Linked DNA regions of Mus musculus: region 2 is linked to region 1. Evidence: chromatin contacts called from public promoter capture Hi-C data. All regions are on one chromosome and are shown on one strand. Each heading gives the region's core, a stretch centred on a gene start, on an enhancer-like site or on the middle of the called end of the contact. The rest is flanking DNA. Distances are from core to core; before and after follow the strand shown.

Region 1 (5,941 bases), core at 1,555-4,054:
ACTTCTGCTACAGACACCCATGGCTACTGGAGCCATAGCTTTTATAAGTATATTCCTGGAAGGAATGCTGACCAAGGAAAGCACATTGCTTCCCTTTAAAGTTAGTTTAGAAGCTGCACGTGGACCCTTCCATTCCTATTGGCTGGAACTGAGTCACATGGTCATATGTAGCAGAAACATTTGCCTTTATTTTGGAAAGCCATGTATGTAGCCAGATAGAATTGGAAATTATGCTAGGAAAGGCAAAATGAGATATGGCTATTAGGGATGCCTAGTCATCTCCACCACTTATGGTTCTCTGTTCCCTATTGGGTTATTAATGTGCAGTAGCTTCCATCCCACTATACCCAGAGCAGAGCCCTTAGCACGTTTACCAATGGCTCCGTGCTGCTAAAAGCACTTATCTGTCCTCATCTTACCTGAGCCCCGAGCAGCAGCTAACAGCTAAGTCCTTTCTGGAAACAGCCTTTTACATCTTGGGCATAGGCATCTAGCATCCTCTGTTCTCTTGCCTCCCAGCCTGTCTCTCAGTGGTTTTTTCTTGCCTTCTATTCCCTCTCATTCCCTGGGTCCCCATGGGACCTTCTCTTCTGCAGTTTCCTTTCCTCCCTTTAGATGACCTTCTTAGACCCCATGAGCTCCCAAAACGCATCTTCAGCCCACACCCTTCTTCTCTGCTTTTAGTGACTGGACAACAACCCTGGGTGTCTATCAGGCACTGCTAAGTCAATACGGCCAAAACAAAATTGTTGGTGGTTATCCTGAAAATGGATTTCCTCCAGGCCAGCCCACCCAATAAATGAGGCACTGTTTGCCCACTCACAGAAAGACACTTAAAAGCTATTCCTCTTTTTTTTTTTAAACATTTCCTCCTCCTGTATCTGGTCTTTTTGGTCTTAGATCCAAAACATTATCTCTCAGGTATTCATCTTAATACACCCGCCATTTCAGTTTCAAACTTCCTCCATACTTGGCTTGGATTAAGGTAAAAGTTTAATTGGCTCACTGCTTTTAATTTTTGTCTGACAACTACTACATCTACTCTTCTCACAGCAGCAAATTAGAATGCTGGTCTTTTCCATAAACCCTTCAAAGGCTTAACTAAACAACAACAACAAAACAAAAACAAAAAACAACAACAAAAGATACTCAGTCCTTTGACACAGTGTGTAGGCCTGTTCTGTCCTGGTCTTGATCTTCACTCCATCCCCAGTAGCCTGACAATAGCCATCTAGTTTTCTTTGAGCTCCTTGACGCATCAGAGCGTGGCTCTTATCAAAGCCTTGGCACCTCTGCTCTCCACTTGTACTTTCTGGACCAACTGCCACCCCTACCCCCCACCCCCTCTTCTAACTCTTCACTCCTTTGCTTTCAGTTTCAACATCAATCTCTCTCTCACCTTTCCCTTCCACATGCTCACTTTATCCCTGGGCTTTTGTCTTGTCTCAGCATTGATTTCATCTTGAAATGATTTGTCTTTTCTACTAAACAGTAACTATGTGGAGGGAGAGGTTTCAGGCTGCTGCACTCCCCAGGATAATTCAAGACCTGGTGCCCACACATCAGACACCCAATCATGCATTTTGGTTAGTTAGAGGTGACAATATGGACAGGTTTCCTTGCCAGAGAGGTCCTTGAGCTATCTGGCATATTCTAGAAACAGGCTACATCCCCATTGTTAAATAACCACAACTAGCAGCAGAAAGGTACATTCTATTTCCAGATTTTCTTTTTCTCTTTACAATGAACTTAACCTGTTGGCTGCGTGTGTTAAAAACATAGCCCCAGTCTTATGCCACTTTTGTATAGCCCAAGAGGAGCAGATCTGTCCCTCAGCTCCCGCAAATCTACACGAGTTTACCAAGCAGGACAAGGTTATGCTTTGCTCTATTGACAAGCAGATCTAGGCTGGGACGAGATCGGCCTTTTTATCACAGCAGTGTGGACAGCACTGTAAATCTATCTGCCTGTCCTGTGACCTTCCACTTCCAAGAATCAGCCCAGCCATCTCCTCAGCATAAAGGTGATGAGCAAATCTCAGCAGGACATCCAAAGGAAGCTTGGTATTTTTAGCACCGAGACTGGAAGGAGCGAGTGTTTACGGCTCAGCTGTAAAGAAATCTCAACCACCGTTTCTAGAAAACTACCCGCACACACTGGCTCCCAAGGCTGGGCAGGAATGCCTTCCATCTTAAAACCAGCCATTTCACCAATCTTCTTCCACCTCTCAGCCACCTCGAGCATCCCTTGACACAGGCATCTTGTAACTCGCATTTCTCCCTGGCTCGGCTCCCGCCGGGTTAAGAGCTAATACCAGAGGAGCATTTGCGCGGCGTAACTTGGCCGAGCGCTCAACTCTGCGGCCACAAGCGATCGACTTCGCCAGCGTCCGGGAGCCACAGAGAGGGCGGAACCGGGTAAATCCCGTTTGGGGCACCGCCCAGAGCCGGACAAAGGGGCGGGTCAGCGATCCGCCTCATTACCTATGGATGACCATTTGTAGGGCGGGGTGCACGGTAGGGGGTGGAGCACGGCGACCCGGGGGCGGAACACAGGCGGGGCGTAGAGAAGGCGTGGTGATCAATGTGGGAGGGGCAATCAGCGGTGGGATGTGGGCTGATAGCACAGTGGGGCGGAGCGAGCGGTGAGAGCCAGGCCTGGGTGGGGGGGAGGAGCGAAAGATGGGGCGGTTCCTGCATGGGGAGGAGCAAAGAGCGGGGGCGGGGCTTGGGTGCGCCAGACGCACTGGGCGGCTGAGCGGTGCGAGGAAGCGGCGCCTCTTTTTTCGCCGCGGCCCCGCCCCTCCGCGCCCCGCCCCCGCCGCTCGGACGGCCCGAGTCGCGCCCTCCCGCTCGGAGCTGCTGAACTTGCTCTAACTTCCTCGGCCAACCGGGCCGTGCTGCCGCCGCTGCTGCCGCGCCCGGGTAAGTAGAACGCGTGGCCTCGCTGAAGCGTCGGGCCTGTCTTTATTGTCTCGGGCCGGCCCTCGTGAGCGTCCTCTCGGGACAGCGGCTGCTCCCCGCGTTCCTGCTCGGCCCCTGGACTCCCTTGGCTGGCGGGGGCGGCCCCGCGGGTGGCGCGGGCTTTGTCTGCTGAGACCGCCCGCGAGCTCTGGAGGCCGCGGCCGGGACCCCGCTGAGCCGAACTGGGGCGCTGTATCGAGTGGGAGGCGCGGCGGGCTACCCGGAAGGTGTGTCTGCTCCCGGCTGCTGCCTGGGCTCTGTCGGTCCTCACCTGCGAACCCAGCGGAAGGCTCTTTATTCAGCTCCGGTCCCGGATGAGGGGACGGTCGCCCAGCCCCCACCCACCCTGAATGTGCACGCTGTCGCGGGGTCCCACGCTGTCCGGCAAGAGTTTAAGGAGGTGGCGATCCTGGCTTCTCGGTGCTAGTCGCTAAAGGCTGTGTTTGGGAGCAGAGCCCGACCCCTGACCTAGCCCGAGGTTTGGCCAAGTTGTGATTCTGGCTCAGCCTAGGTTGGAGCTCCTGTATTCCCTTCCCTCCCGGGCGTGCAGTGCAGAGGGTGGGCAGAGTGCACATTTGGGGACTTCGGCCCCTGAACCACTGAAACTCCTGTCTGGAGGACTGAAACTTGGTCTCCAGTGAGAGGCAGTCAGAATCCTCAGAACTCAGTGTCTTCAGCCAGTGCCTGCCCGGAGCTGGTTGCAGAGCCACGGTGACTGTATCAGGACACTGGTGTTCTGGGACATCGAGATGTGTTGGGCAGCGTGTGCAGGACGCTGGGCTGGAGCCTGTAGCAGGTGTGATCTCAGCTCTCTAGGTGGTCACCCCAACGGACTGGTGGATTTAGGTCAGTTGCCTGCCAAATCCTACACAGTTGTGGCTGTCAAGGGACAGTTTCCACACAGCCCCTTGGCTTCTGAGTAGAAGTTGGTGCCTGCTGAGTGCTTCCTTATTTATGAAAGGAAATCTGGGGCCCCACATTCTAACAGCTCAGAGGTTGCTGGAGACACCCTTTCTCTCAAAACTCCTCCTGGGCCCTAAAACCCTTAGAATGAAGCCCAGACTTCTGCTCTCTGGCTCCTCCCTTAGCTGTCCCCAAGTCTTTTTTTTTTTTTTTTTTTTTTTTTTTTTTTGGTGTCAGGGTCTTGTGTAACCCAGGGTTGCCTTGAATTCATGATTCTTCTCAGTCTCTTGAGGTGGAAACCTATGTCACTAGATGTATTTTACCCTTACTGTGTGTTTGTTATACACCTTTAGTTGATGACTGGCTTGATAGCATCCCTTTCTGCATTTCTGGGTCTCCTTCTTGGATCACCTAATGTGTTTCAGAGACTGGGGTGCTCTGGGCTACAGCCCATACTTTCTGGGCTCACATCTGCAAGCCTTGTGTGCTGGGCCTACAGTAGGTGCTCAGTGGTAGTTATTGATATGCACTTGATCTAGGCTTAGTTGCTTCATTTAGTCAAACATTCTTAGCCACTGCTCCTCCAGAGGTTTGTGGCTGTCCCCAAAAAAAGCTGCTGAGAGGGAAGGGTTGGCTGCCATGGGCAGATTCTCCTAAGATGTCTCTTAGGACAGCTGTGCCAGCTCATTTCTCAGGACAGGTGAGGGCTTCTTGTCACATGTTTGCAATGGAAGATGAAACTCATGCCTTGTGTGGGTGGGGGAGGAGCTTGCCCTGCAGGTTATAGAAATGAGGTGAAGTTACAAAGAGGCCAGGGTGCAGGGAAACCTTGGCTTCTCAAACCACTTCTGAGGGCCTTATCCTAGGCCACCATGTGCCTAGGGGTTAGACCTTGTTTAACTTTAACTAAAGAGTTAAACACAGTTAATTTTTACAGTGCCTAGAAATGCCAGTATGCCAGTCTTGAAAGCCCCTTGCTGGCTTAAAACCCAGTGAATTTATGAGCAAACATACATGTACATGTTTGTTTGTTCATAAATTACATGGCATAATGGTGGGTTTTTCAAGGCTTCTTAGTATTTATGGAAACATATCAAGCTACTATCCCAGCCTTACTTTTAATTGTTTAATCCTTGAAACAACTGAAACAACCCAAATGTGGTAGACATTAGCTACCTGATTTTACAAATGAGAAAACTATGGCCCAGAAAGGTCCGAGTGGTTTCCTGGAAGTCTCTCATTTAGACAGTACCTTCTTCTTGGAGGTGCTTAAGCATAGTGCTTAAGCAAGCCTGGCAGAACTACTGAGTTCTTCAGTACAGGTTTCCTTATGGCCCTGTTTCCAAAGCGTCTTACCCATCTAGCGTGATAGCTACATGCCAACCCTGAGTCCCTGCTAATTTGACTGATGCTCTGGTCTCTGCCCCACAAGGCCAGAGGATGGCATGGGTGGGGGTGGTGATGGGGATGGGACTAGAGAGCTTTCTGTAGAGATCAGGGTTTGATGCGGTTAAGATCAAACTTCAGATTTTAGAGGCTTAAAGCAATGAGTCTTTTTTGTTATTGTTCTTTTGTTTTGATTGTTTTTGCTGTCTCCACATAGACATCACAATCTGCTTTGTGTTACCATTATTGTAGGGCCAATTCATATTTCTAGCCCAGTAGAAATATCCTGATGAGTCTTGCTTTTAATGCATCTATCTACCTCTACGTTGCATTTCATTGGTTGCACCAAGTCACATGGCTGCAGTCACACTCAACTGCGGGGTAGGGGTAGGAATTTAAAAAAAAAAAAGAGTCTGAACAGCATGAATGCCCATCACTTGCCTGTTGCTTCTTCTCAAGCTCTGGGTCCTGTGCCTCCAAGAACATTGTTGTGAATTGGTCCAAGAAGCCCTGTTGGAAGATGTAGTTGCCACTCTTGAAAGATAGAAGTTTGGTCACCAAGAATGAGCCTTAGGGAGAGGTAGTGGTCTTTAAGGGCATCCTTTTGCTCATTGGCTAGTTCATTCCTTTATTCAAAAGCAGGAAGTCCCAGCCTAGAGCCTGTGAATGGAGGTGACAATCCCTGTTTC
Region 2 (6,174 bases), core at 3,118-5,617, 4.3 Mb before region 1:
ACTCTTATGCTGTTTTCTTGTATGTCCTAATGAAGGGTAGGATCAGAAAAATCTATTTAAAGACTGAAATCTTCACTAAGGAAAATATAAGAGTACTAAATTTTATCTGGTAAAGGTCATGCTCTACTGATACTGCCAGAAAAAGTTCAGTATCCGTTTTTAGGTTATAATACTTTTATTCTGTTCCAAAAATCAGAAAGATGAAAAGTCAGAAAGAAATACATTTAGCTCAATTCCATTCAGGTGTAATCCAGAATAATTAATAGTTTACACAGTTCTTAACTTTAAAAAAACATGTGTTTTGGAAGAGGCACCATAAAATAATCTTCAAAGTAGTAAATGTTGTTTTCTATGTTTATAATGATCAAGGTTCTATTTTTAAACTATGTATCTGTGAGGGGGTATGTGCATGTGAATGCAGGTATGCTGGCACCTACAGTTACAGTTGTAAGCTACCACCGGCAGCTGTTGGGCACTGGACAGTCTTCTGTGAGAGCAGCAAGTGCTCTTAACTGATATCTTCTGGCCTGATCCATGGTTCTTTATAATGAAAAGTTTGAATGTTTTAAATTCATTAGACATGGACACAACAAATGTTTAAATTAAAAGTAAAATGGAATTGGTATTTAATATGAGACAGTAAAGACAATACTTTGGGACAAAAATAATAGTTTTGTTTTGGTCAACAAACTCTCTCTACAACTTTGCTATAGTATGAAGAATCCAAAAGCTGGCTATGGCAGCAGTGCCCACAATTCCATCACTTGGGATGCTGAGGCATGTGAGTTTTAAGTTTGATAACATCTTGGGCTACACAGCACATTCCAGGCCAGTCTGAGCTCACTAGCATGTCCATCTGAAAACAAAACAAAAAACTGAAATAAAGAAACAACTCCTCGAAGAGAAAAACTTTACGAATTCAGAATGATCAATAGAAAATATACTTCCAGTTACTTGGAATTGTTAATTAAAAACTGTCATCCAGAGCTGGGCATGGTGGTATACATCTATATTTCCTTGCATTTGGAAGGCTGAAGCAGGAGGATGGAGAGTTCAAGGCCAGCCTGAAGTACATAGACAGTCTGCCTCAAAAAATACAAGAAAAACAAATCCACACTTTTCTTACCTTTTTTTTTTTTTGGCAAAGTACTACAACGTGTAACTTGTAGATCCTTCTGCTTCTGTCATCTAGGTATAAGGATTACAAATATGTGCTCACATACTCACCTTTTAAGTTCAGTTGTTATATAGGCCATATTGTCTTAGAACTATGTAGTTTAGGATGCCCTCAAAATCATGGCATTCTTCCAGCCTCTCCCTCCCAAGTGCTGAGATTATAGGTACATACCACACTTGACTTCAAATACTCTCTTAAGTATAGATATCTATGAACTGGGAAATAAATTCTGATTCAAATGTCTATTATAAAGCAGGATTTCAAAAAAGGACAATATTTATTCAAGTATTATGTCCTAAACTTTTTAGTGTTATTATAAAAGGCAAGCAACCCATAAGCCCTTTCCAGAAGATACTAAGAAACAACCAATCAAACAAAAGAGCTTCAGTACAGTATTTTGAAATTTATATTTTCTAGGGTAAGAGCTTTTTCCAAAAAAGTGTATCACACAAACAAGTGATTCATTTAATAAGACTTTCAGACTTTAATGTTTTCTTACTTGGAATACCAGTGATAACATGTGAAAACTATGTAGATAATCTTTATTTTTTTTGTTCTAGAAATACTTTTTAGAATTTTGTGCTTAAATATAGTTGATATTTTTCCTATTATGTTTGGCCACTTTCTTTCCCTTTGAGTGAGAGGTGCTGTCTGGTAGAAGATACAAGGGAACCCTTAAGGCATCCAAGATCTTACTCAGGCTGTTGGTAACTTGGATGTATACATACATAACACTTCCCTAGCTGCATGTTTAAGATTGTGTACACTTTCTGGTTATGTGTTACATCTCAAGTGAAAGGGTGATGTTAGCAAGGTCCAATGAATTGCATATATAATTTTTTAAGACATATGGGGGGGGTGACAACACCCGTGGTATCTGATGCTCCTAGCAAATTGACTTTTAATCATTTTCAGGTAGATTAACTGTATCTGAGGCTAAAGTAAGTCTTCAATAATGAGAAATTACTAATGTACTATCAGAAGTGTCAAGAAGAACTCAGTATCAGTTTACCTATAAATATGTGTTATAAAACCTTAAGCAACTGGATGATCCCCAAATATGATACCATTGTAGCATGTTTATTTGATTTACAATTGCATATGCTTTTCACTTTTGCTTAAGAGTGTGGCATTATTTTTGTGGTATTATGAGGTTTTTTATGGTATTATGTTGCTAGAGAATAAAAATAAAGTTTGGTTTTGTTACTCAATAATTGTTTTTTATTGGATATAGCTTGTATATATAACAATTGTATATAGCTGAAATTACAATTGTGATTTTAAAAACGCTTTCTATTTTCCTGTTTATTAAGGGGAAAAAAAGAGTTGGTTTATGTAGGAAATATAAACACAATCTGATTCAAAAGTGCCTTTTTTGGGTTACTTTTCCTTGGAACTGTGTTAATTCTCATCACCTCCAAAAGCCTTTGAGAGGATTAGCTGCATAGACCAATACCGTTCTATATTAGTCAGTATTAAGTGTATGATGTCACCTTTTTTTCTCCTCTCCTAAGCTCGTATTTTGAGGGAAAAGAAGACTGGGGGGGGGGGGGTGGAACCTGAAAATAATAAGGCATAAATACCAGATAGACATGATTGACAACCTTATACCCCCAACCTGTCTGAAATGGGTCAAATGTGCTGCAGAACAATGCAATCCAACCAGCAATTCCCCGTAAAAGAGAAAGGGGGTGTGATTAGACTCCAGCTATTAAGCAAGTTGTTGGAAAAACAAAATCAAAAACACCAAAAAACATAGTTCCGTGGTTTGTTTCTGCAACAGGCACAGGTTAAGCTTGTATCTTCTCTCCTAATTAGCTCTCCCCCAAAGGGCTGTGCTGTAAGAGACCGCCTAAATCGCCAAAGCAAGCAGCAACTGGGACAAACACTAAGGGCTTTATGGAGGTCCTTCGACTGTCCCGCAGCATTGGTTATTGATCGTTCACCCCGTCGGGGAAGCGATCGATCAGAATTTGTGCAAGGTGTATCGAGCCACAGTTAAGGAGATGCGGGGGGGGGGGGGGATATAAGCTTCTAATAAAAGAAACGCAGCAACAATAGCGGAGGAACAGCTCTGCCTGGTGACGTAATGGCTGGCAGCGGTCCAGCTTCAGCAGAGCTGCCTCTACTTCAGCATCCAACCTCCCTCAACCCGGTCCAGCCTCGACAGAGCTACCGGAGCTGCTACTTCTTACGATGCTTCTCTGTGGTCGCCACCAACGCCTTACGTGGAGGTCTGGGACATTGAACAAAGGGTGTCCCACTGCCTTAAGTTGTCGGGGCACGCATACTCTCTCTCTCACACTTCTCCAACCCCCTCAGGCACCGAGTCCATCAGCGGCTTAAGTTGAGGGAGAGGGAAAGACAGGAGTGTCTCAGTGTCCCCAGACTGCCCTCCGGCCACCTCCCCCAGCCCCGACCCCTTCCGTCTCGGCAGGAGTGGATCCCGGCGGCCCCGCTCCCCCGCTCGCCGGTCCTCCCGCCTTACCTCTGCCAGGTAGAGGTTGAGGAGACAGAGCGTGGAGAACTGTAGGCAGGAGGGGAAGCAGTAGAGCAGCCAGTGCGGGAAGAAGTGCAGGCGAGAGGGTGGCCGCAGCAGGGGCAGAGAGCCGCTGAGGGAGAAGGCGGCCGAGAAGAGCGTGGTCCTGAGCGCTGCCCACGCGAGACACAGGAAGAGGCAGAGGCTCTGGTAACTGAGCCGCCGCTCGCGGTACAGGAGCAGCCGCCACAGCTGCAGGTAGGCAAAGGCGAAGAGCGCGGCGTAGAGCAGCGCGTGCAGCACGCTCAGCGCCAGCTGCACCGAACCGGGAACCGCGGCGCCCGAGGCCGCGACGGCGCCCCCGCCGGACGTCGAGGGTTCGCGGCCGGCCGTGGGGACCGCGGCGGCCGCCGGCCCGGACACTGATACCCTCATGAGGGGACGCGAGCAGCGGGGAGGGAGCGCGGGAAGGAAGCGGCCCGAGCGCCCCCCGGACCTCCCGCCCGCCCCAGCCTGCGGCCCCGGGCAGCGCCGTGACAGGAGTCGCAGCCCCGCGCGATGGCCGCGGCTGCCCTCGGGCCCGCCTCCCCTTCCCCCCGGGGGGCTCGGTTCCTCGGGCCGCGGCTCGGCTCCGCAGCAGCAGCAAACAACTCTCGGCTGGAGACAATCAGCTGAGAAACCCGAGCTTTTGAGGCGCTCGCTCCGCACTGTGAGCTGCCGGCGATTGGCCCGGGCGGGCGCGCCCTCCGGGCGCCTCACTCGGAATACCACAGGCCTCAGAGCCTGTCACTCCAGAAGCCTTTGATCTGATTGGCCTTCTGCTTTCTCCTCTTTTACCCCCGCCCCTCTTCCCACCCACGCTGCTGATTGGCCCAGCAACTGCAAGACTTCCTCGCGCCGGCGGGAGGACTCCAGATTCTGTCACCTGGGGCTGTTCTCGCTCCGCCCCCTGACCGTCCATTGGTTGGAGGATCTCTTACGTAAGGAGCACGAGGAGCAGGCGGAGCCTCGGGGGTTGTTTTTTCGCCCAAGAGACTGATTTTGCGGAGGCAGTGCCGGCCGTGGGCGGTGAGCTTCTCAGGTAGGCGTAGTTGCTTTGGGAGCCGCCGTAGGGACCAGCCCCTGCCCCGCCTTCTGTCACCATCTCTACTCTGATGGCGGGACGTGCTGTCCTCAGAGACCTTTCATCTCTGCACGAGAATCTCAGGCAGGTGGGTAGCAGCGCGGGCCTCAAGACTTTGCCTGCAGGATTGCATGCACATCAGCACTCGGCAAACGTCCCTCCAGCCAGGTTGCTTGCTGATTCAGTTCACCTGTTTCTGGGGGCACCAAACGACGCTGGTTTTGATTTCATTTCCCCCCCTTTTCTTTTTCTGAGCTGGAGGAAACACGGGGCGAGGAAAGCGAATGAAGCAAAGCGCGAGCGGAAACTGTAAGTAATCAACCCTTTCTTCTCTTGGGAAGAGGTCCTGAAGGATGGTGGTCCTGGGAACAGATGAACGTTGAGGCCTTCTCCAAGGGGAAGGTGATTCTTCGAAACTTGCAATTTAGAAAGCTCTCTTGGGCGCAGGGGTGGGCAGGGGAGGGGTGGGGGGAGCGCGGAGCAGTAACAATGTGGTGATTGTCCAGAATGGAAGAGTTTGTGTGAGATTCTGCTTGTGTGTTGGAACAAGTGGTGCTATTCTCATCAGAGACTGAGAGATACAAAATAAGAGGTATATTTCTGCTTTAAATAAGTGAGGAACGGTTGTATGTTGGCCACTACATGAAGGTTTTTTTTTTTGTTTTTTGTTTTTTGTGTTTTTTTTGTATTTGGTATTTGGTAGCAAATCAGTCAAAGTAATGCAAGATGAGGAAGGATCCTGTGTTCTCAGAGTGAGCCTCTCATTGCAGATTCAGTGCTTCTGTAGACAGCATATTTACTGGAGCATCCAATATCCAGCCTTTCCTAAATACTCCCTCCTTAAGGTCTGCTTAAGAAGATGGCTGTTTCTCAGTCCTCCACCACCAAGTACATGTTACAAAGGGGCTTAAGATCTGTTCTGTACTTATTCTGGTCCAGTAGTTTGCCAGACACCAGACAGTATTACCATCCACAAGTGTAATCATGCACACACATGTACAATAATGATAAAATGAAAAGAAAGCCCTAAGTCTGTGTTTATTCAGTGGTAGGCTCATCAGGAAGACTATAATGAGGCAGGAGACTCTCCAGCATTTAGATGTTGTCTTTTTCTCATTAGCTGTATGGTGGAGGCTATGTTACAGATGTTTAGCCAGATACACATGTGGATGGTCAGCTTTGACTGAAAGGGAAAGGGGAAGTGCAGGATTGATTTTTGGTTCTTGTTTATAATGTTCTGTCTTCCATGATGTTTTACTCAGCACAGGCTAAGCTCGCTGCAAGGTCTTTATACAGATGCGGATCCTTCAGAGAACTTGAGTACACAGCAGTACAGATCAGCAGCCAGCAGGTCTCGTTCTGCGTGCCCTAGAGCATGGTTCTCCATGGTCCTTG

Evidence for each region. Promoter capture Hi-C pulls out the DNA fragments that hold promoters and counts their contacts.
Region 2: a promoter capture Hi-C map of pre-B cells shows a contact between it and region 1. The contact joins the promoter of Gpr137c here to the promoter of Tspan14 in region 1. A contact is called at or near these places in 2 of 39 promoter capture datasets (cranial neural crest and pre-B cells) and 3 of 484 Hi-C or Micro-C datasets (CD4 T cells, CD8 T cells and regulatory T cells).

What each region holds. Positions count from the first base shown.
Region 1 is chr14:40,963,759-40,969,699 of GRCm38.p6, reverse strand. Tspan14 (tetraspanin 14) reads left to right here and starts at 2,804. Exons shown (of 9, transcript NM_145928.2): 1 at 2,804-2,924.
Region 2 is chr14:45,217,910-45,224,083 of GRCm38.p6, reverse strand. It overlaps Gpr137c (G protein-coupled receptor 137C), which reads right to left and starts at 4,367. Exons shown (of 7, transcript NM_027518.2): 1 at 3,666-4,367. The coding sequence starts at 4,091. Txndc16 (thioredoxin domain containing 16) reads left to right here and starts at 4,659. Exons shown (of 21, transcript NM_001310534.1): 1 at 4,659-4,867; 2 at 5,035-5,088.